Linked DNA regions of Mus musculus: regions 2 and 3 are each linked to region 1. A link is a contact called in public HiChIP or PLAC-seq and Micro-C data. All regions are on one chromosome and are shown on one strand. Each heading gives the region's core, a stretch centred on a gene start, on an enhancer-like site or on the middle of the called end of the contact. The rest is flanking DNA. Distances are from core to core; before and after follow the strand shown.

Evidence for each region. A called contact is a pair of places that touch in the nucleus more often than the background predicts. HiChIP or PLAC-seq counts read pairs in DNA pulled down with a chosen protein or histone mark.
Region 2: a Micro-C map of trophoblast stem cells shows a contact between it and region 1, with 4 times the contacts expected there. The contact joins two enhancer-like sites. A contact is called at or near these places in 2 of 15 datasets of contacts at CTCF or cohesin (large pre-B cells and pro-B cells), 4 of 484 Hi-C or Micro-C datasets (bone marrow-derived macrophages, embryonic fibroblasts, nephron progenitors and 1 more), 6 of 115 datasets of contacts at active chromatin or transcription factors (embryonic stem cells, epiblast stem cells, extraembryonic endoderm stem cells and 1 more) and 4 of 9 other capture datasets (adipose tissue, embryonic stem cells, liver and 1 more).
Region 3: a contact with region 1 is called in an H3K27ac HiChIP or PLAC-seq map of embryonic stem cells, with 14 read pairs. The contact joins two enhancer-like sites. A contact is called at or near these places in 2 of 484 Hi-C or Micro-C datasets (both in embryonic stem cells), 12 of 115 datasets of contacts at active chromatin or transcription factors (embryonic stem cells, epiblast stem cells, extraembryonic endoderm stem cells and 4 more) and 1 of 9 other capture datasets (liver).

The regions. Positions count from the first base shown.
Region 1 is chr11:104,287,432-104,292,105 of GRCm38.p6, forward strand. It overlaps Mapt (microtubule-associated protein tau), which reads left to right. Exons shown (of 12, transcript NM_001038609.2): 4 at 2,477-2,563. Among named protein-coding and RNA genes, the nearest start is that of Mapt, 58 kb to the left of the region's middle. Within about 2 kb of position 2,205, at least 247 of the 459 cell types and tissues checked have an H3K27ac peak or open chromatin away from gene starts, as enhancers often do. A contact at or near this core is called in embryonic stem cells and trophoblast stem cells, where this site is marked.
Region 2 is chr11:104,500,180-104,504,853 of GRCm38.p6, forward strand. Cdc27 (cell division cycle 27) reads right to left here. Exons shown (of 19, transcript NM_145436.2): 19 at 2,345-4,674. Among named protein-coding and RNA genes, the nearest start is that of Cdc27, 48 kb to the right of the region's middle. Within about 2 kb of position 2,227, at least 1 of the 459 cell types and tissues checked has an H3K27ac peak or open chromatin away from gene starts, as enhancers often do. A contact at or near this core is called in trophoblast stem cells, where this site is marked.
Region 3 is chr11:104,422,494-104,427,167 of GRCm38.p6, forward strand. Kansl1 (KAT8 regulatory NSL complex subunit 1) reads right to left here. Exons shown (of 15, transcript NM_001372459.1): 2 at 1,429-2,800. The coding sequence starts at 2,717. Among named protein-coding and RNA genes, the nearest start is that of Kansl1, 17 kb to the right of the region's middle. Within about 2 kb of position 2,693, at least 129 of the 459 cell types and tissues checked have an H3K27ac peak or open chromatin away from gene starts, as enhancers often do. A contact at or near this core is called in embryonic stem cells, where this site is marked.

The sequences.
Region 1 (4,674 bases), core at 955-3,454:
GCCTTGAGCATCATTATCGTGCGTGTTGCCCTGAATGTTCCATGCTTGAAGAAGCTGGTCTGTGTAGCACAGCGAGGCTCACACACAGCTCAACAGGGTTCCCATCCTGAATCTGCTACCTTCCATGACCCCCTCAGAAGCCTCCACCTTACTTTTCTTTCAGGGATTCAAAGACCAGAATGCTCATTTGGCTGAGGAGGGGGCAGGTCAGAAGTCTCCCGCTCATCTGTTAGGAGCGGGTTTTGGTGTGGCATCTTCGTTTCTTGGGCTCTGGATTTTGGGCATGGAGTACGTTTCATCTCCTGTAATCTGTTCACTCCAGATATGTGGTGTCTAGGTTGTCGCAAAGCTCATTGTCTTTTTTCCTGAAATGCTCCCTGGTCGGCTGTCTTGCTTCCCAAGTGGGTTAGTTATAGTGCCACTGTTGGCTGCTGGAACCCAAAAGCTCTACCAACTGAAGAGGCTTTTTGCCTTGCAATCATAAGATACCCGGACATGGGCATAGCTCCCTAACGCCATGTATGCGCTTCTGTCTTTGTCTTCTGCCATCCTACGTGGTTGGACTGTTGCTTCATTGTTGAAGAATAGCTGCTGCGCTCCCAAACACTGTCATCTGCCTTGGAACAAGAACCATGGCTGGTGAGACAGCTCAGAGGATGAAGGCGTTTACCATGCAAGCCTGGGGACCCGAGTTCAATTCCCCAGAACCTTTGTAAAGGAGGAAGGACAGAACCGACTCTACAAAGTTGTCCTTTAAGTTCCCACACACTGTGATGGCATGTGCCCACAGAGATGTATTACACACGTGTTCCATAATAATGAATGAAAGACAGGCAGAGGTGGTGCACGCCTTTAATCCCAGCACTTGGGAGGCAGAGGCAGGCAGATTTCTGAGTTTGAGGCCAGCCTGGTCCACAGAGAGGGCTCCAGGACAGCCAGTGCTACACAGAGAAACCTGTCTCAAAAAAAAAAAAAAAAAAAGCAAATAATAAAAATAAGAATGAATGAAATTGAAATTAAAAACAAAAACAAAACAAACAAAAACAGTCACCAAAAGGACCCCGAAGAAGCCAATGTGTTGCCAAAACTAAATCAAGAGTTTTCTATTATAAGCTCCTCCTGGATGTTTTCATTTTCATTCACTGGCCAGAACTGGCTCTCTGGCCACCGTGGGCTGCATGGCTGTCCCCACCTTGCTTTTGGATCCATTGAGTAGAAGAAATCAAGGAAAAGGGACATGGAGAATGGCTTTTAACTAATCGTCCATAGCTCCTCCAGCCTTCCAAGGAGGTTGGAGCTTCCACTCTGAGCCCTTTCTGCATCCCTGAACATGGCTTGGGCGTTCTGTTACAGAAAGAGAATTTGGCCAGGCCCTCTCCCGCAGCATCTGCCTTTGGATAAATCCAGAACATAGCTGTCAAGCTCCTGCCAATTGTTCGGCATGCTGGCCCATCCCCGGAGGATGCAGGTGGCATGGCCCTTAGCCTGGTGACAACCTCCTGGCTAGATTTCCTTTGCCCTTCTGAAAACCAGCGATGCAAGACACTTCCTGCTCATCCTGTTAGAACAGGTCTGCAAGCTGTCTGCCACCCTGAGAAAGCCTTGGAGCCAAAGCTGGGGCAGGCTTCCCAAACGTGGCTTTCACTGCTCTGTCACCATTGTCCAGGAAGAAACAACCCACTCATGCAGTCTGGACCTGTACATGCGTGGGCCCCCACATGCCTCACTCACCCTCAGGGAGGGAGGCAGCTGGGGCTGAGCTCAGCGAGCTGTTTTATCTGCACCAGACAGGATCATAAGGAAAATAGCCTTTGTGGACTAGCTGTGTGGAATTCTGGGAATCCCTTGAAACCGGCCACTCCTTGGGTGTGCCTCGCATACCTAGTAGAGAGGCTGGGGGTTCGGGAGGAGCTAAAGTGCTTGCTTTGAAAAGATGCCCCCAGGTCCTGGTCTGGGATCTCTTATCTCTTGCATCATCGAGGAAACTGGATCTGGCCTGGTTATTGCCACATAAGGAACTCTGGTGCCTTTTAATGAGATGTGAGGAGGTTGGGGGCAGGGAATTAGAAGTGGTAGAAGTTTTAAAGGTCACCTACAGATGGCACTCTTGTTCTACACTTGTGGAAACAAAGGCTAGGGTGACAAAAGGCTTACTCAAAGCCCCACAGGAAAGCGGCTCAGTCTATTTCTCAGCTTCCTCATATTGCCTGATGAGTCCCAGCTGCGGGGCCCCTGCATTGCAGTGAGGATCACACAGCTGACCCCCAGGAGTCAGGCTGTGTCCCTCGTCATCCTTACATGACCCCTGTAGGCTTTCCAGGCAGGGGGTCCTCCTGTTAGTGTGCTTCCTGGGGAGATGGGCAGGAAGGAGGACTGTGGCCCTGCTTTGAGCTGGCTTTTCTTGCATGTGGCTGGCAGGCCCCACTCCTTGCACTGCCCCTGCATAAGCAGAGGGGTGACTGTTGGTGGTTTCCAGACGTGACTGCGCCCCTAGTGGATGAGAGAGCTCCCGACAAGCAGGCCGCTGCCCAGCCCCACACGGAGATCCCAGAAGGAATTACAGGTGAGGGTGAGCCCCGGAGCTGCCTTGGACAGGTCACCCTCATAGTCGGGTGCAGCAGATGAGTAAGCCGCTCTGGCTTCTGGGGCTCCTGGCTATTTAGCAGTGGCGGCCTTGGAGTCTGACTGCCTCCCACAAGGCTACAGAGTCCTCTGATTCCTGCTGGCCCCCACCTCAGTCAGTGTGCCTATTAGAAAGGTTCTCAACAGAGTTCTCTGGGGAAGGTTTCCTGCCTTCTTCACATTTTCTCCAGGCCCAGCAATAGTAAGTAGCAGGTCACCTTTAGGGGACAGTTTACTCCCAGGAGCACCAAGCAGGCTACATCGACTACATAACTGAATCCTTCTGATGGTCTAATGGGATGGTGCTGTTGTTCGGAAATGTGACCTCACGTCCATCTTTCGGGTTCGGTCTATGTAGTCTGCTCTACCAATGTGGGTGACAAGGAATTAGGCAGCGAAGCAGCAAAAAGAATCCTGGGCTCGGACGCTCAGTCCTTCGTAAGTCATCCTGCAGGGACGGAGGGCTAGGCAAGAAATCATCATAGCCCAGAGCCTGGTACCTTCCCTTTGTGCTGTCCTCCATGGCCTCAGGGAGAACTCCAGCAGTTAGCAGGATGAACCCAAGTTGCCCAGTTAGCTACCGAGACATGCCTGATCTCACCGTGGCAGAGATGGGAAGACCCCTTGCTGAGGAGTGCCTCTCTGCAACTATGCCAGTCACTCCTCCTCCTTACAGTGATCCAATGTCTGACTAAGGCAACTCTAGGGTCTGTTAGGGCTCGTCGTGGTTTTAGGGGATAGACTCCATGTGACAGGTGGCGGCACGGTGGCGGTCACACTGCATCTGCAGTTAGGAAGCAGACAGCAGCGAATGCTGGTGCTTAGCTGGCTTTCTCCTTTTTCCCCAGGACCCCAGCCCATGGGATGGTGACACCCATATTCAGGGTAGGTTTTCCCTGCTCAGTTAAACCTTTCTGTGAATACCCCCGGAAGATGCGCCCAGGGGTGTGTCTCCTAGGTGGTTCCAAGTCTAGCAAGTTGACAATGAAGAGTGAGCACCCTAGGAGCCTATAGCCAGCCTTCTCTCGCACACCCATGGAGAATGCCCACTACAGAGCCACCCCGGCTTTCAAAATGTGTTTCTGCTTTGCAAAGTGATTGACTGGCAGTAGTGGCTTCTGAGACAGAAGGGGTTAGATGTTCTTAAATCCTGGCCAGGCCTCAGCCTTGCTCATGAAGGATGCTTGAAGGTCACAGACACCTTACGGGGGTGAAGTCATGGGTCATATGATACTTTTTGTCTCTGGCTATTCTTTCAAAGGTTTTTTGTTTTTGTTTTTTTTTTTAGATTCATTTATTTTATGTATGTGAGTACACTGTCACCGACTTCAGACACACCAGAAAAGAGAATCAGATCCCATTACAGATGGTCATGAGCCACCATGTGGGGGCTGGGAATTGAACTCAGGACCTCTGCATGAGCAGTCTGTGCTCTTAGCCACTAAGCCATATCTCTACATCAAAGTTTTGTCATTGAAGAAGTTTGTCCTCCGTTTAGGATGAAAGCTGTAGACTTTCCCACCACTCCTGGGTAATCAGAAATGCTTTATAGTCTTTCTGGTCTCAAAACAGGCCACAAAGGCCAGGACACAGCTCACTTAGTTGGTGGACTGCCTGGTTTAGCATACGTGATTCCCAGGGCATCCCCCACCATGCTATAGATTGAGTGTGATGATGGAGAAGGAAGCCTCACAGCTTATAAACACTCATCTGAATGGCCAGTCAGATGTGACAGTCAGGCCCACAGCCTTGTTCTAAACCAGCCGCTGCTCTGAGCTAGTGCGGGGCAGGTGGGTAGGAGGGGACAGTGGCATCTCTGCAGGAGCTTAGAGGCCACCTTTTCCCATGGAACATCTCCTGAGTGCCCAGACACCTGACAGAGATGACTCAGTGAGGAAAGCTTTGTTTTGGCTCATGGGCTCCTGTGTCCTCCTTGGACAGAGCATTGCCTGTGGTGGAGGAAGCTCTTCTTGGTAGATAGAGAGCCCAAAGGAGTGTAGCTTTGGGTGTGATTTCTCCTTCCTTCCTCTGCGTTCCGTACTGCCTTAACCC
Region 2 (4,674 bases), core at 977-3,476, 210 kb after region 1:
AGCCAGGGCTATAAAATAGGAAACTTGTCTTAAAAACAAACAGGGAAACAAACAAGCAAATAAAACCGAACCAAACCAACCAACCAATCAAAAATAACCCCAAACCCTCTAAACCAAATCACCAGCCCCCAAACAAAACCAAACCAAAGGCATGGGTCCAGATGTAGCTCAATGGTAGAGCACTTGTTTCACATATACAATGCCTATTTGATTCTCAGTATATGAGGACAACCAAAACAGCAGGGCTGAGTGGGGGAAAAGTGCTTCCTGGGCAAGCATGAGGACCTGAGTTTCAATCCCCAGAATCCACTTAAAGGTCAGATACTGTGTAAGCATCTGTGACTGCGGCACTCCTACAGGCAGGCAGGAGGCAGAGACACAAGTCCCAGCACCCCAGCCACCCTGCTCCCAGAACCCACACCAGACAGCTCACAAATGCCTGGAATTGGAGGCCTAGGGTACCCAATACCCTCGGGCTTCTAAGGGCACATAAATTCATCTAGGTGCACGTGCAAACACACTTTTTTTTTTTTTTTTTTTGAGAGTCTATGTAGCCCCGTATGCCATGAAACTCTTGGCCTTGAACTCACAGACCTTACCTATCTGTCTCCAGAGTGCTGGGCTAAAAGGCGCTCACTACTATGCCCTGCACAAATTAGTTTTAGGCTATTGGGACAACATGGTGAGACCTATCTTCAAGAAAATAATTCTTTTGAACAAGAGACAGTGTTTTCATCCTGCTCTTTCCCACACCATGCTTAGATGACAGGAAGTGACATGTTCCAGGGACGTCAATGCCCTTGGACCCGCCCAGTTCACACTTCATTTGCTTTCTGTGTTGCTGTTCTTCTCAAAATCCTAAAAGATCCCTCCATTTCTTTCTCCAAGACAACCTAAATAAACAAAAGGTCTGCAAACTATTGTAAAACTTAATTTTGTACATTTTACTTTTCTTTATAAAAAGATTTTGTTATATGTAAGTACACTGTAGCTGTCACAGATGGTTGTGAGCCACCATGTGGTTCCTGGGATTTGAACTGAGGACCTTTGGAAGAGCAGTCAGTGCTCATACCTGCTGAGCCATCTCGCCAGCCCCTGCTTTTTTCAGATCTTAATGTTCATGTCTGTCAGAAATCTGCATGCCTCTGCCTCCCGAGTGCTGGGATTAAAGGCGGCGTCATCAGAGGAATGTTTTTGTACAGAATGTAAAGTTTACCCTTGTTATTCAAATACTGATTTCTCTGCCCTCATAATCTCAATCCAACACAGCATTGTAATGCTTATAAGTCTGTGTAATTGATTTTTACCCTTTATTTTCGCTTTGTCAATAAATGCTGATCACCCAATGGCTGGGCAGAATGGAGAATAGGGCAGGATGTCTACCAGCCAGAGGAAGGGAAGGAGATTCAGATAGCAAAGATGGAGGATTTGGAGCCATGAGCAAGGGGTCCAGAGAGAGATCATAGAAACACACGAAGCCCAAGGAGCCAGATCAGTATTAATATGCATGTGTCAGGGGATAGGGCTGGGAGGTAGCTAGATTAGTTTAGAAAGTAAAGGTTGATTATTGGACTGCTCAACTATGGAGGTGCATCTGTGTGATTACTGGGGACTAACAATTATTGGGTAAAGAGTCAGTTTACCTTACTAAGGTGACCTTGAATTTGACCTTCATGCCTCTAGCTCCTGAGTGCTGAGCTTCTAGCCATGGGCCATCATGACCAATTTACTGAGGGACCCAACCAGGTCTTTGCATACAGGCCAATGCCCCACTCTCTTTACTTATCTTCAGCAGTACTGAAACTGTGCCACTCTATCCCCGAGCTTTATCTTCAACCCATAGTCACCTTTCTTTCTTCTCATTTCTCTCCTCCCCCCCTCTTTTTGGTGTGTGTACATACATATGGACCTGTGTGCATGATTGTGGAGGCTAAAAGTCACCCTAAGAATATATCTCCTTTTTTGAGATAGTCTCTCTGAAACTGGAACTAAGTTAGCTAGACTCAGGATAGCCAGGTAGCTTCAAGGATCCTCCCACCCTGCGTCCCAGCATTTTACATGGTAATGTAGATCTAAGCTCAGCTCCAACCTTACCAAGCAAACCATCTCCCCAGCATCCACCCCTGCCCCCCCCCCCCCAAGTCTGAGATCCCAGGTTGCCTTTGAGCCACCATGGCTAGCTTCAGATGTTAAATTGTAACACAAAGGCTGTGTCCCCTGAGGGAACCTCGGAAATGACATCATTAAAGAATGAGCTGTTAACTAGGTGACCTGCGAAGTTGCAGCTGGTGATAAGAGAGGTTCTGCAGTTTCAAAATAATATATTCTAAAAATTACCATTGGATTTTTTTGTCATAGTATTTATTTTGAAATTCCAAATAATACTAAAAAGGGTATGAACTTTAATATATTATATATTAAAAAGTGTAAGTAAAAATTAGAGAAACATTGTCCTAGGCTCTTGTAGAACATAAAATGTGATCTGTCATCACTATGCTGCTGTGGCTCAGTATAAAAATGCAGATGACACAGCTTTTACATAGCTTTAACACCTTGATTATAAACTGCTTTCAAAAGTAATTTATTTGGATTTTCCATATCCTTTAATGAACTGTAAATATATTAACAGAGAAGACTTTCCCCCCAAAGACTATACAATTTCTGAAATAAGTCAGGAAAAGCAAAAAAGACGACACAAAAGTACATTGTTTCAATGCAAATAGAACACACATGGCACACCCACACTTGCATTTTCCCAGGTTTTCCCAAAGAAAATGGGCCTTCGTTTTTCTCAGTGAAGACCCATAGTGTACTCTGGCTAATCAGAGACTTCGAAACTGTTTTCTTCGAAAAGAGTGTTTTTAATGGACTAAACACTGGTGATCACTGAGTTATTAAGGTACAACAGCAGCATGGTTCAAATGTTACTTGCAGTTCTTGGGTAAAATAAAAAATTGTTAAGTAACGAAATACAGAAAGAGTTAAGAGACCTTTCCTTATTTTGAGTACCATCTGTTCTCTTGAAAAAAAAAATATTCATCCTGGTGCAGTAATAATAACCATTTCCACGAAGGAAAAAAAAACCCCAATGCTCTAATGTACGTGTGTGTGAGTGTGTGTATCTGTATCTGTGTCCTTATGTGTAGGTGTGACAAAGACAAGGAGGTACTTAGGATTCTTAAGTCCCTTCAAAGCAAGCTCTGAAATTTGAAACAAACAACTTGCTTACCAAAATGTGTTTGTTTATCTGATCCCTATTCTGTGGGAAAAAAAAAAAGCAAAGGAAAGGAAAGACACAAAGAAAAAGAAAGAGACCCAAGAAGCAGTTACTATGTGGAAATAAGGCTTCCGCATCTAAATGCTGTTAAAAGCAGGTGTGAGGAAACTGTGAAAGCAGGCCAAGTGTCTGAGTGCCTTCCAGCCAGCCACGCCACAACCATCCCCTATCCTTTGTCTTAAAATCAGCACCAGAAGTCCCTCTGGCACAGGACATAAACTCCTACTAAAAAAAAAAAAGATAATTACACTTCAGTAAATTATGCTCTGAGCTTAGCATTTTCTAGGTCTGCAACAGAACTCAGGGTAAAGCTTGCTATGAAACTCTAGATCTGATAATGTAATATATATATGTATATAGCTGGCTTACGATTTGCCAATTAAAAAAATAAAAGAAATGAAAATTAAACTTTACACAACTAATGAATAATAAAATGGAATATCTGTTAGAATTGAAGTGCTAGCCTATGGGAATTTTTTATGATGGTCATTTATTCCCAATTTTCCTTTTGCACATAAATTATTATTTTTTTAAACGGCACATACATAGATTTAGTCAGTAAATTATTTTAAAATGTTTCCCTGGCACCTAATACCTAACCCAAGACTTTGACTTTATGATGGTCTGTGTCTAATTCACATCTGGATGAGAAGGTTAAGTAACTGACAGAAAATGACTGAGTCTACAGGCTAAAACATTCTTCCACATCGTCTGTAATCCACCTTATTTTCACAGCTTGACTTACATATACAAGTGACCAGTAGGAGAGGTTTTCCTTCATCAAACATTCCAAAATAAGAACTGCAGGCCTGTCACCCATAAGAAACTATAATCTGTTATATTCTGACATTGGCACTTAATAAAATGTTAACTAAGGTTTCTCTAAAATTTTCAATACATTACAATAAAGGAGATACACAATTTAAGACTGTTTAAATCTGTTATTGTGAAATTCCAATAATTCCCATTTTTATACGCATAATTAGATCTTTAAAATTGTGGCCAGTCCCCAAACACACAAACCCATATTATGATGAACTCAGGAGAGAATTTGTCTCTTTCATAAGAAACTTTTTCCTAGGTTAAAAATGTTCAGTATTTTAAACCCAATTAATTACGCCCATGACAAGTTGCAGTGACTCACACTACTGACAATTACGAAGTAGAGAGCTGAAAGAACGGCACTCAACAGAGGTCACCATGCGTGCTTGCACTCCTGGGAGAGAGGCAGACACACGGTTAGGGACAGCTCCAGCTGTATTAAGGCTTCTCTATCATGATCTCGAAGGTTTCTCTTTAGTGTTCTCATACTGACTCTTCTGGTAAACACAGTGGTTATTAAGGGCCTGCTTGGCTTTTCATCAGGGAACCACGCTACCATCTCTGAGTGTTGAAGG
Region 3 (4,674 bases), core at 1,443-3,942, 140 kb after region 1:
AATAATAAAATCTGAAAAAAGGGAAAAAACTTCTAAAACAAAACAAAAACTGATGAATCTAACTTTTAAATATATATATTTAATATATTTATATTTTATATTATATATATGTATAAGTTAGATATATGTACATACATACACGTGTATACATGTGTATACACACACAGTTTAAAGGAAAGCATCAAGAAGTAAAACGTGCATTACATAAAAAGGCAATGTTTAAAATATTCTGAAGCATTTCTAATCAGTTCTTAGAATATATGATACTATGAAATACATATTGGTCTTGCATGTCTTCCAGCACTAAACTTCTTTTTGGATGGTAGGTCGTTGAACTGATGGCTTCAGAGGTAATTTCAAGATGAGTGTTAGTCACCAAAAAGACTAAGGTGGGTTTAAACCATTGAAATTTTCAGTCTCAGACTCAAAACAGAGATGATAGGAAAAATCACTAATGACAACTGAAATAATGATTTCATACCTATATAACCAAAGTTCCCAGTAAAAATAAAAAAGGACAAACTTTAGAAGATTTCTGGATAGCTGGACACATTAAAGTTCCTTGAAAGCAGTGTCCCTTCCTCATAGCTCACCCACATACATGTATTCACCTTCTCCTTTGAAATATCATTTATAACAAAAACTGGTAAACATTAAGGCAGTGTTTCTGAGTACTGTACTGACTTGCTCAGGCAAACCAAATACGAAAACAAGCTATGGGAATATTAATTTACAGTCAAGTAATGAAAAGCACATATAAAACGATCTGGGGGTTTGCAACTGGCACCTGAAGTAGGGCAATCTTGACAACCACAGCCTTCCTAATGTGGGACCTGGCACTATTACCCATAAAAGTGTCAGAATTAAAATTAAATTACAAGACAACAAGCTGTTACACACTAGAAATGACTGCCTGTTTGTTGAGAGGGAGAAACTGTTAAACTCTTCATGGTCATGGATGCCTTCTCTATGCTGATACAGTCATTCTCCAACAGAAAGGAAATTTCATATTAAAATGACAGACAGGTATGCTTAAAGTTTAGTGGAGAGCACTACAAATTTCAATCAATTTAACGAAATCAACACTTGTCCCTATATCCCAGAAACATCAAAATGTCAAGTTACACATTACAGTTTAAAATATCCTGGAGTTTCAAAAGCAATGTATTCAGTTGTTTTTTTTCTAGTTTCTTTTCACTAAGTCTTAAAAAGGAAAACTTTTAGCACATAGCAACACAATATTATAGCAGAAATGCCTTCAATTTCTCCCCTTCAGGTATATATGCTTTTACTTACCTAAAACTAGGAAAAGATTAGTGCAGCCTAGTTGTCAATATACAAGAATCATATTCTTTACAAAATGGGGCTTTATTTAAATCTTGTCCCACATTTTTCAGGAATGACTGCATCATTATTCGTTCTACTCACAGGGGCACATGGCATTGCTCAGGATCAGCTCGAGTCAGTTCTTCCTCTTCAATGTCAGACTCCCCTCCGGAACTACTGTCTGTGACATCCGAATCAAACGCTTGCTCACTGCACCTCAGGTTGGCTATGCCACTAGCTGTAAATCTCTCCAATTCTTCTGAAATTGAATCACTTTTCAAAAAGTTGCTAAGTCCCTCTGAAGTGGCAGACTCACTGGCAGCTTTTCTCAAGGCAGCTTCAGCCTTTCGGGTCAACATCAACTGGCTCCGGGACCTTAAGGATTCCAAGTTTGGCAGTTTACTCAATGTCGTCTCCAAAAATCCACCCAGTTGGTGCTGTAAATGTCTCTCCACCTGCTTGGCTTGCACAACCTGTAATCGCTTCTGTAACCTTCGGGCACGGATCTCAATATCAGCCTGCCGCCTCAGTAAAGCTGTTATCCTTGTATCAGAGTCTAAAGCACTGAAAAGAATGGAAGACAGAGGAGACTTTTTGACTTCTAACTTCACATTTGTCAAGTTAGAGCTGGAGTCTGTACTAGGTGATAACCTGCTGCTTCCTTGAAGTGCCGGCTGGTCCATGGAATTAACAGAAGATTTGTTTGCAGTGCTATTATTGCTATATAGAGTTGTGTGTTGTATATCAAGGCTTCTATGTGGAAGAGTGCAATTGGTCATACCCCCCTTCAAGTTCCCAGAGTCAGGTCCCCCCACCTCACCACCTTGTAGAGATGACGAAGTGAGAGACCGTTTTCCCCCATTGAGGGAACTGGAATTGTCATGATCCGAATGTGTTGAACTTTTAGTCAATTTCTTAGCCAATCCATTTACAGGCGCTTGTGGCAGAGCTGTCTGACCACTTGTATTCATGGTTCTAAGGTTTTCTAAGGAAAACTCCAAAACTGGCTGCCTCCCCAGCAGCTCAGCTCGGAGTTCATAGGACTGAGATAAAAGAGGATGAGACTTAAGGACTGTCTGCTTGCTGAAAACGCCTTGCAATTTCAAAGACTCTTTTGCGGGAACAGATGTTACATCAGAGCAGAGATAAGATGCCACCAATGGCTGCAGCTTTCCCAAGTCTTCCTTAGTAGGATTATTGCGGAAGTCTAGACTGGGATCCTCCGCAGCAATGGCTTTTCTTTTGGTTCCGTTGGCAGAAATAAGAATATTGGCGTTGCCGTTATTTTCGGCACTGCCAGGGGACAAGGTGGAGGATGGGGGAGCCAGTTTGAACCGGATGTGGTGTGCTTCAGCTGCTGCGTCAGTGAGAGCGGGCGCCATCGCAGCCATTCAGCACAGAGAGACAGGAAGTCCAGCCTCTCCCAGTGCTGAGGCCAGCTCCACGGCCCCTTGCTGCCTCCCCTGAGAACACACTGAAAGAGAAAAAAAAGGAAGTTAGAAATACAAGCACATTTAAAAACAGCACACATTTCAACAGAAGCATCACATGAGACTATTGTCCAAACTCTGCCTCCAAAAAAGGGAGAATAACTGTGGAACCATTCTGGAGCCTGGAGATATCTTTTACCTAGGAGGAGAGGAACACAATCCTTTTACAAAAAATAATTTTATCCTTCATGTCACTTGTTAACTACAGACTGAACAGTGCCAAAACAGGAGTCTCATTTTGAAATAATCACAAATGGCTGTAATTACTTTATTTAAAAGAAAACCTCTTTGCCTGGCAGTGGTGGTACACATCTTTAATCCCAGCACTTGAGAGGCAGAGGGAAACTGATCTCTTGTGAGTTTGAGGTCAGCTTGGTCTACAGAGAGAATTTCAGGACAGCCAGGGCTACAAGGAGAAACCCTGGTTGGGGAGGGAGGACTGGGGGACACAACTGCTCTATTATTAACTGAATATGGCCCTAAGGTTATTTTTTCTGCCCAGGAATCTAGTTTTCATCAGTTTCTTCTTTACAAATTTATATTGTATTACTAGGCTAACTATATCATGCTGTAGTATCAGTTTTCTTTCATTCAGCATGTATCTTTTCTACTGGGCTCTTCATTTTCAGAGTAAATCTGTGTCTTTAAGAGTCCAACATAACTCTCTCACTTCCCCCATCCCAAAGCACTTCAAAATAATAGTTACAGTTGCCTTTATATTCCACTCTCTAGAATTTCCTATCACTCTAGGAAAGCTAACCAGTTATTCAACCAACAGTCATATTCTGACTTTTTTCTAAGCAATAGGTAGTGTGGACTTCTATGAAATTTTCTTTCCTGATATTCTTGGAACTATTTTATTCTCTTCTTTGCAATCCTCCTAAAATGCTGGTATAGCCAAACATCTCTTCCTTTTGCCTTCTCCTCAATTCACTTCCTTAGCAACAACTACTAGCATGAGGACCACTAACTCTCAGAAAAAGGTTTTCTGGGCTGCATTAACTTTCTAATCCTCTAGTCCTTGAAACCTCAGAATTGACTTTCTTCTTCGAGGTACTTTTTTCTTTTCTCCTCCTGCTTCATTTTCTTAAACCCTAACCCATTAATGACATACCTCAATTAACTGCTTCTTCTTCATTCCTGATTCATCTATTTGGGTCTGGAAACAAAGGGAAACCTATATAAAGAACTACACCAACTATCCCTAAAAGCACAATCTCTTGCACCCCTGGAGATCTCAAAAGATGCCCTCCCCAAATTATTTGGTTGTTGGCAGGGGTGTTGGTTGTGGTGGTACATCTTATGTGTGTGACGATCAGAGAATAACTTTTAAAAACTGGTTCTTCCTTTCCACAGTACATTCAGGGGATGGAATTCAGGTCTTCTGGCTTAGAAGCACTTATAGCTACTGAGCCATCTCACCAGCCTTCAATGACCATTTTGAAGGTCAATGTTTTCATAGTAATACTAAAAACATCATTTGCCTTTTTAAAAAATTGTATTTATTTTTAGGTGTGTGTGTGTGTGTGTGTGTGTGTGTGTGTGTGTGTGTGTACTCGCGCAGGAAGTCAGGGGGCAATGTGCAGGATTTGGTTCTCTCATTGTACCAATGTAGGACAGAGCAATAGAACTCAAGGCCAGTAAGTAAGTACCTTAAGCCCACCAAGCAATCTCTACTAGTCCTGGCCTTTACCTATGTTAACATTTGCAATGAGGGTACAAAAACAAAGATAAGGAAAATTGCTGGTATCTTAGAACCAAGACAACAGCACCAAACAATATTAATCACAGAATTCCTCACTTGCAGCTTGGGCCTGTTAGATGACCCAGCAAGTAAAGATATCTGCCATCACCTGAC